3 separate regions of the Zea mays genome follow, and regions 1 and 3 are each linked to region 2. Evidence: chromatin contacts called from public Hi-C data. All regions are on one chromosome and are shown on one strand. Each heading gives the region's core, a stretch centred on a gene start, on an enhancer-like site or on the middle of the called end of the contact. The rest is flanking DNA. Distances are from core to core; before and after follow the strand shown. Region 1 holds the start of LOC100217313 (Transducin/WD40 repeat-like superfamily protein). Region 2 holds the start of LOC100383722. Region 3 holds the start of LOC100285256 (HMG1/2-like protein).

What was found. Hi-C and Micro-C count contacts between places; a contact is called where the count stands out from the background.
Region 1: a contact with region 2 is called in a Hi-C map of leaf, with 2.6 times the contacts expected there. The contact joins the promoter of LOC100217313 here to the promoter of LOC100383722 in region 2. A contact is called at or near these places in 9 of 25 Hi-C or Micro-C datasets (bundle sheath, ear, leaf and 3 more) and 1 of 3 datasets of contacts at active chromatin or transcription factors (leaf).
Region 3: a Hi-C map of tassel shows a contact between it and region 2, with 2.2 times the contacts expected there. The contact joins the promoter of LOC100285256 here to the promoter of LOC100383722 in region 2. A contact is called at or near these places in 2 of 25 Hi-C or Micro-C datasets (bundle sheath and tassel).

What each region holds. Positions count from the first base shown.
Region 1 is chr3:216,440,925-216,444,016 of Zm-B73-REFERENCE-NAM-5.0, forward strand. LOC100217313 (Transducin/WD40 repeat-like superfamily protein) reads right to left here and starts at 1,700. Exons shown (of 9, transcript NM_001143659.2): 1 at 1,581-1,700; 2 at 450-711. The coding sequence starts at 649.
Region 2 is chr3:216,570,414-216,573,232 of Zm-B73-REFERENCE-NAM-5.0, forward strand. LOC100383722 reads left to right here and starts at 1,285. Exons shown (of 3, transcript NM_001176359.1): 1 at 1,285-1,981. The coding sequence starts at 1,476.
Region 3 is chr3:216,353,579-216,356,346 of Zm-B73-REFERENCE-NAM-5.0, forward strand. It overlaps LOC100285256 (HMG1/2-like protein), which reads right to left and starts at 1,386. Exons shown (of 5, transcript NM_001158150.2): 1 at 1,053-1,386. The coding sequence starts at 1,207. It overlaps LOC111591272 (U4 spliceosomal RNA), which reads left to right and starts at 1,532; the gene lies at 1,532-1,680.

The DNA of each region.
Region 1 (3,092 bases), core at 450-2,949, 130 kb before region 2:
GTGTTGCTTGCTTCTGGCCTGTTTTTGCGTTTATATACTTAGTGGAGCGCATGGTTTATTTTGTTTCGGGGTGCTGGTTTTAACCATTAGTAATCGGTCCTAGTTAATGGAGCGTGTTGATTCTAGTCAAGAGGATCTTAAATTTGGTGGAGTGTTCCTCTTGATGATACGATCTGTCAATCTGAAAACCCCAGAACAACATCTGAAAGCAGGACTGATGGTCTTTGGTCTAAAATTCATACAAGACACCAGAAACACCCAGTTACAATACAGGGAGGAACTGATACACCAGATAACCATGTGTGATACACAAACTGTAAAGTAGGATTATATCTGCAACCTTCAATAGGCCCCAATGGCTCATGTGAACCTACCTTATCCATTCTTGACGGTTGACGCCATAGAAACTGCAATCTAAATGACAAGACAGAGGAGGACAGGGCTCTTACCAAGAGGCAATTTGGAAGACATAATCATCTCCAAAGTTAGTCTGGATGCTGTTCTTGAGGCCCAGCCGCCACGAGGACATGCTTCCATCAGAATTCTGGGATGGTGACCCTGAAACCACAGGAGAGGAGCGCCCCCTGGATGGGCTGGCCTCGGCCTCCAACTCCATGGCCACAGCAGCCGCCTCTCCATATCCATCCATCACGCAACTTTCACCAAACAGGCAGCAAATGGTGATCACCTCTGATTGTGCTCCCGTACGAACTGCAAACCACGAAGCAGGTTGGAACCAGTTAAGGTCATGGCAGTCGTCTCGGCTTTGAGCCTTTAACATATGAAATAAAATCAGAAACAGCATGCAAGCAAAAGCAACGGGATTCTTGGTAGGGGCGGACCTGGTAAAGAACATAGGGTGTAAACTTAGACCATGTTTGGGATCTCTAGAGCTAATAGTTAGCGGCTAAAATTAGTTGTAAAGGTTCCAAACACCCCCAGCTAATCGTTAGCTAAATCATAGTTAAATAACGATAACTTAAACACCCCCAGTATTTCATTAGCTGGTCCAATCCAGCTAACAAATTGTTAGCTGGCTAATTATTAGCTCTAAGGGTTCCAAACAAGGCGTTAGAGCATCTCCAAGAGCTCCCCAGAAGTCTCCCCTAAATCCAGTTTTTTAGGAAAAACACAAAAACGTGTCTCCAACAGTTCCCATAAACCGCTCCCAACTTTTTCATAGCCCTTAAAACTCCCTCATTTGTAGCTAAAAATGAGGGATTTTTTGGGCTCCCCAGAAACAATCTGCCGCTTTAAGGGATCTGTTGGAGAAAGGATTAAAATCTACCCCCACTAATTATTTAGATATCCCTTAAAACTGATTTTGAGGAGTCGTTAGCTCTTGAGATACTCTTATACACCCAATATTTTTTGGTAAAAGAACTCAAAGTTAGGCAAGTAGCTTAAGTTAGGCTTCAACTCATAGGCTGACATTTGGTATGCCATTCTACCCGATGGCAAAAGATTAATTTTTCCATTAATTACACCTGAAATTAGATGCGACCAAACACAGTAGCTTAAGTTAGGGTTCGCGTGCCCGGTTTCGCACAACAGGAACGGAAGAGAAAAGGTGCGCATACCTGGTGGTGCTCGTCGCCGGCGAAGGACGCGAAAGGGACCGGCGAAGGCCTGGTCACAGGGCACCTGCCTTGGGGCGTCGGCGCCGGCGGTCGCACAAGTTGCCGTACGAGGGAGGACGCAGGCGGCAGGCCGGGTGAACGGAAGAAAAGGTCTAGCCACTTGTAGGAGCGGACATGAGCGCCGGGCTGGGGTGTGCAGCCCGGAAGGCCCAAAACACTAGGAGTAGGTCTTCGATTCAGCCCACGAACAGCCCATGCGGGGGTCGAGTCCAGAGGACTTGCATCTACCGCATTCGTCCGTTGCTCCAGGGCTTTTGGATCGGACTTTACATTCTCCTCCTCTCCGCCTCCGGGCTAGAGATGGCAATAGGTATCCGCGACCCGATAACCAGTACGTATTTACTCCATTAGGATAGTATATAGGTTAAATATTTTACCCGTGGGTTTGTTATTGGCAAAAATCTTTACTCAATGGATAAACGAGTATTAGAACGTTCTGCCTTCACCCATACTCGTCAACCCGTGGGTATAAAATACTCAATATAAACTTAGCTCAAGCATGAACTTTGACTTTAGTCATTCATCTTCTTTACTATTTAACAATCTTTTCTGCCATAATGTAATAGATGGCTTAATGACAATTTAATGACTATATAATGGAACATGTAATGTGTTATGTATTACTATCCTAGTGTTACTACTTTATCCAATTATCTTTGGTATGTTGAATGGATGGTTAAATGATGCTAGAAATTTTGTAATGGTATTTAGATGAATATACTTGATATTTGTATAATATAATATTTTGATAGATGTTTAATTTTTGTGGGTACGGTTGACCCGATGGGTGACTCATACCCACATGGGTATGAAGGTAAATCCATACCCACTAGTGTATGTGGGTGACCCGATGGGATTAATTTTTGTGTCGTGGGTATGGGTATGGGGTAGTAATACCCGATGGGTATTTACCTATTGCCATCTCTACTCCGGACCTGATGCTTCCCTTCTTTCCCTCGCCTCTGGCTGGTGGGCTCCTGTTGTTCTCCTCCGACCTTGCTCAAGGTTGAAACCGGTCGACACGGATATCCAATTAATCGTGATAAATTGGTATAAACCAGTCAAATTTAAAACCAATTCAGTTTAGAATTCAAACATATCGAGACCGAATAATCATCAATAAGACCGATTAACCGGTTACTTACCTGATAAACTGGTAGCACATGTACAGAAATCGAACTACTTAGATTTGTTGGCAAATAAAGCATATTGAGGTCCCATAATTTGAACGAAAGATGAACCAAATGTTATCACAAGTTCAATAACAATATTTGGCAATTCAAATACATTACAATGCATTACATGCCATTGTTTCATAGTTCACAAATAAAATCGAAGGTACGATACACCCTCTAGTGAAGATCATTCCCTCGGGTGTTCATTCCACGGATCCTATGTTGTATTATACTCCTCCGATGAGAGCAACATAATAACTTGCTCACGCATCAACTT
Region 2 (2,819 bases), core at 35-2,534:
TGAATGCTGTCGCCGTGCGGCCGGTACAGAACAGAAGAGAGAGAGAGAAAAAAAAGACAGACGGGCAGCTGCAGCTGCAGCTCAGATTCAGATATACGTCTCGCGCACTTTTTCATGATTGTTCATTTTTGTTCGTGCTCGAAATAAATCTGTCGCAGAAAGGATTGCAGGCAGACCAAACAGCCCTCTAGGTCCCCTGTCACCGCGACCCCTTTTTGATGATTGGATTTGCTGCTGCTGCTGCTGCTCCCTGCTCCTGCTCTAGCACTACTGCACTAGCAGAGCAGCAGTACCCCCAGGCCTTCCAGAAACGAGAGATGGTGGCCTTTCTTCCAGACGCGCCCCCCGTGCAGCTGAGCGCCCAGCGCGACGCAACGCAACGTCTCCGGAATGGAAACGAGGCGGGCCCCGCCGGCCAGACGCCTTGACCGGAGGACCGGCCGGACCCTGCGAGGCGACCGCGGCCGGCCCGCCCCAGTTCCAGGCACGGCACACGGGGTCCGGGGACGGGGCCTCCCAGTTCCAGGCACCGCCGGGCGCCGGCACGCATCCCACGACCGCCACTAGCAGCCGTCGGCTCGAGACCGGACGGGGGCCGGAGGAGGTGGCGTCAGCGAAAAAGGTGGCCCCGGCTGCCAGCGGGCCAACGCGCAGGTAGGCCCGGTCAAAGGGGTCACCGCCACGTGTCGGGTGGGAACGTCTGACCGCGGCGCGGCGGTTTGACCAGGTGTGTCCGGCTGCCACCGCCACCGGTAGGGCGCCGGCGCCGCTGACTGATTACCATGCCCCCGTGACGGTAGACCGTCGTCCCTCTTCGGCTCTTCCCGTTCCCGCCACGCTTACATCTGGTGCTTCTCCTGCATTATTATTACTACTACTCACTGGTCTGGCCTAAAGCACTCTCTAGCCTGCTAGGGGGGGAGAGAGCTGAGGAGGGGGAGGGTGAAGTCTAACCCACTGATGACCTTTGTACCTTGCGATGGAAACAAGCGCATAGCTCCAGGGGATGGGAAAGAAAGAGGCCGGGAAATGGACATGTCGTTTGGGTCTAATCAATTAGTACTACTAGCTAGTAGTTTCTGTCACAAAAAGCTGGATCAATTAAACAAAAGGCCAACCCAAAAAGCAGCTGGTAAAAGAGATACGAAAGAAAAAACAAGAAAAATCCTCTACCCCAACCAACCATCCATCCATCTCTCTCTCTTTCTCTCCATCTAGACTAGCAGTATATCTGCAGTATGTGTGCATCATCTTCCTACACACCTAGACTCTCTCTCTCTCGCGCGCGCGCGAGCACCACGTACACATAAACACACCCCCATCCCTTTCGCCCCCTTTGCCTCACATGCATCACTACGCCCCCACTACCATATAGCCGAATACGCTCGCTTCCCTGGCCCCGTATTGATCTCCCTCTCCTCCCTCGTCCCTCGTCCTTGATAAGTGAGCAAGCGGCAAGAACCAGCGGCGCGCCCATGTCGTCGAGAGACTTATACTTCCACGACGAGCTGGCGTCGCTGTTCGCGCAGCGGCCGGCGCCGGCCGGAGAGGCGATGATGACGCACCAGCACCAGCAGCAGCAACAGGCGCCGGCGTCGTGGTTCGCGGACTACCTGCACGCGGGCGCCCCAGGCATGGGGATGGACTACGACCTGCTGTGCCGCGCGCTGGACCTGCCGCTGCCGGGGGACGACGTCGTCAAGAGGGAGGAGGAGCTGCTGCTGGTGGACACAGGCGGGGACGGAGGAGGCTTCGCCGCGCCCACGCCCACGCCCAGCGGGGGCGGCACGGCGCCGGTCACGCCCAACACCACGTCGTCCATGTCCTCCTCGTCCAGCGAGGCGGCGGGCGGCGCCGCCGGAGGAGGAGGAGGAAGGGAGGAGGACTCGCCGCAGGGGAGGTGCAAGAAGGAGGAAGGGGATGGGGAGGAGAGCAAGGCGCTCGACAAGGGGGAGGAAGACGCTGACAAGGGCAAGAAAGGGTGAGTAGCATGATGACCCATAATTCTTCTTCAGATTCTACTGCTGAGTACTGACTACGTCGACCAAATCCTGCGCTATTCCCTTTCTCTTTTTTTTTTCAACTTCTTGATAGATCTTTCCGCTAGTCATCTTTTTTTCGTGAGACTATTTATCTAGTGTTTTTGGCTGATCCTGAACCAAGATTAGGGGCCGGGCGTCAGTTACTGGGTCTTTTGGATCCTGCTTCCTTCCCTCCCTCACCCTTCTGGTCAACCAGTCATTCTTCGTTCCTCTTCGGTGCCTTGTTCCTTCTTCCCTTTGTTCTTTTTTTTTAAAAAAAATAAGGTAGCGGCAAGGCAAAGGTGTGAATTTGGGTCGGCTAGGGTTTCACACCTGCATGCATGGCACAAGAAAACAAGCACGGAAAAGGTCGGTCATCGTATTGTATTGTATAGCTTAGTCTGCTAGTTAATCCTCCTCCTCTCTTCCCCTTTTGCTTTATGGAATTCATGCTAGCTAGCTACGCCTAGCTTGAACATCATGCACGCCTTCTTCCACTTGGCCAAGATTTGCATCCTCAGCTCAGCTGATTCCATACATATGTTTTTTTTTTGTTCCTGGTTCCTCCTTTTTACTCTTTTTGTTCACCCCCTTTTACCCAGATCATGCCCAAAAAAAAAAACCGAAGATCTCTTGAGAATGGTCCGGCCTAAGGGCTATAGCTCCCCTTGCAGCCCAAGAGATATTTCGTCCCGGCCCCTCTCCAGATGAATTTGTTATGACTCCTTTTCTATGCAATCTTTGTCGCCTATATTATTTACTCACCCCGTCTTAAAATAGTTGACGTTTTTGTTTTCG
Region 3 (2,768 bases), core at 136-2,635, 220 kb before region 2:
GGAGACACACGGCTTCTAGGTAGTTTTCCTCAAAGTCCTGTTATAAAGCCTTCTTCTTCGGGTCCATTTCCTTTGAGCCTTGGAAACGATTGTGGAAGACTTGGGTCCCCCTAAATGCAAGTTTTTCCTTTGGTTGGCTTTAAGGAATAAATGTTGGACTACGGACAGACTCCTAAGGAGAGGGCTGCAATACCCGGTGTGTTGCCTCCTATGTGATCAGGAGCAGGAAACAATCCAACATATCCTCTGCACCTGCAGTTTTTCTAGGGATTTTTGGCATCTCATTTTGTCGTCCATCGGGCTTGGTAACCTCACTCCTATTGTTGCTGAACAGTCATTGCTGTGTGGTGGGAAAAGGTTTCTAAAAGAGTGCATAGGTACAAGAGGAAGGGTTTCAATAGTGTCATTATTCTTGGAGCTTGGTGCTTATGGCTCACTCGTAATAGGGCTGTTTTTGATGGAGTGAGCCCTTCCATTAGTTTGACTAAGAGGTTGTTTCTAGATAAATTGATCTGTTGGAATAAGGCGGGAGCGAAGCATTTAGACAGTTTGGGGATTATTGTCACTTTAAATAGGGTCTAGTAGGACCCTTCAGGCTCCCTCCCCCCCTTGTGGGGGTGCTGGAGTGGATGCTTGAGGGTTTGGTCTTGGTCTGTTTTTTCTTTCTTCTTTTTTTTCTACCCTCTGGGTGTTGTATTTCGGTCCACTTTGGACCTTTCCTCTCTTAATATAATGATGTGCAATGATGTGCAGCTCTCCTATGCGTTCGAGAGAAAAAAAACTTCAAGTAACCTAACCTCCCAGGATCCCAATTCCCAAATCAAAAGAAAGAAACTACAATGGTGAGCCCATTCAGCGGCTAGCAAACCAATACATACCACAGATACCAAGCAGTACCTTGCACCTAATACTAGCATACACTAGAATTCCCTGATAGGTAACTGGAACCCCTAACTAACCAATCGCTTAGCCGAGGCTAGAGCAGTAACACCCAGCAGACACGAAATCCGTAGCAGGCAAATTAACAGGGGAGGGAGCAGCAGAGAACACACATGAAGTAGAAGAAGGCGGTGGGTGGCTTCTTGGGTGCGCGGGGGTCGCCCTTCCCCGCCGGCTTGGGCCTCGGCTTCCGCTTGGTGCTGCTCGGCCTGGGAGCCATCGCCACCGTCTTGAGAGGCTTCGGCGACGTCTGCGACCTAGTCTTCATCTATGCGCGTGGGGGTCGGGGTTTACGCAAGGCTTGGAGCCCGAGGACTGTGGAGAGCGGCAGCCAGAGGAGAGGGAGCAGACACGCACAGGGTAGGGGGGAAGGGAAGACGATCTGGCCGCTGAGGCGCTGAGCATCCGCCTCTCGTGGGCCGGAAGTGTGACACACCAGCCCATGGTGCTAACTGGGCTTCCAACCGGCGCAAATAAACGGCTGCGTGGTCGATGCCTGATGGTTTGTGTGATTTTGTGCCACATCGACGGGTGATGACTGGGCGAGGAGGATTAAGCCATAAGTACAGGGGTCAGGTGGGAGTAGAGACTCATCTTTGCGCTTGGGGCAATGACGCAGCTTATGAGGTCATACCGAGGCGCGTCAATTGCTGGTTGAAAACTATTTCCAAACCCCCTCTTTGGCCCTCGGGCCACTGAGAATTTCTGGAAGGGTCCCTCCTTTTCGAAGGTGTGAGAACCCTACAATCTTAAACCAAAGTTAAAAATGATCAAGTTAAAATAGACAGGTCTACTATGGACATTGCGTCTTTCACCCACTCGGGTACAAAACATTGCGGCTGTTAGCTAGATACACTCTCTCTACCCCAGCCTCTATGGTTGCAGCTTGCAGGCACTTGATGAAGAGGAAGACCGTAGCTCAACTCATTTTCCCAATCGTCAACAGCAGCGCATGCTCGTTTGATACAGTTTATAGCTAGCGACTGACGTGGCAACAAGCTGTTAGCCCCAAGATGATTTGCTTGTATCGAGAAATTCTGATTGGCTTTAGTTTAAATTGGCTTTAGTTTAAAACGGTTTCTACCGTTTCTATACTATATAGAAAAACATCAAAAACACCATTAAACTGTTAATCTTGTGGTGTTGTGGCAGCTTGCACTCTAGCGTGGGACCGTGGCCGAGTGGAGGCTGGCCGGTCATGACGGGCTATCGGCTAGACGATGGGCTGGCGACGATGGCAGGCGAGCCACAGGATAGCGACGGTGTCCTGGCGGCTGGCGATGAGGTTAGGTGGGCGGCTGAGCGGTAGGCCAACGATGATAAGCTGACTGTTGGACGACGGTTGGGCAGCGAGCACAACGCTAGGATGAGCGCTAAACAGGGGTTGGATGCTATGGACGTGTGATTGATGCCTTTCTCATTTTGTGTTTTAGTCGATATAGGTTGGGCCCTAGGGTGATGGGCTATGTCGGTGTTTTGGGTCCGCCCGCACACCCGGGGTTGCCCCTCAAGGTGTTTTTAGGAGTAGGACGGTGTCAACGACTGTAGCAAAATGGTTCGTGCCGATCGCACGAGAGACAGTGGACAAGATTTACAGGTTCGGGCCGCTTAGAGATGCGTAACACCCTACGTCCTGGTGAGTATACGAGCGTGGTTACAAGAGGGCTCTCTGGATTGAAGGCACAGAGAGTTTACGTGGGTGGCTAAGTAAGATAGCGTCGATCGTTCTGAAGGGGTGCCCCCTAGGCCTTATATACACGACCGTGGGGCAGTACACGTGGATATGATAACAACAAGTAGTTGAAAGGTAGTGAACCTCTTGAGTTTAT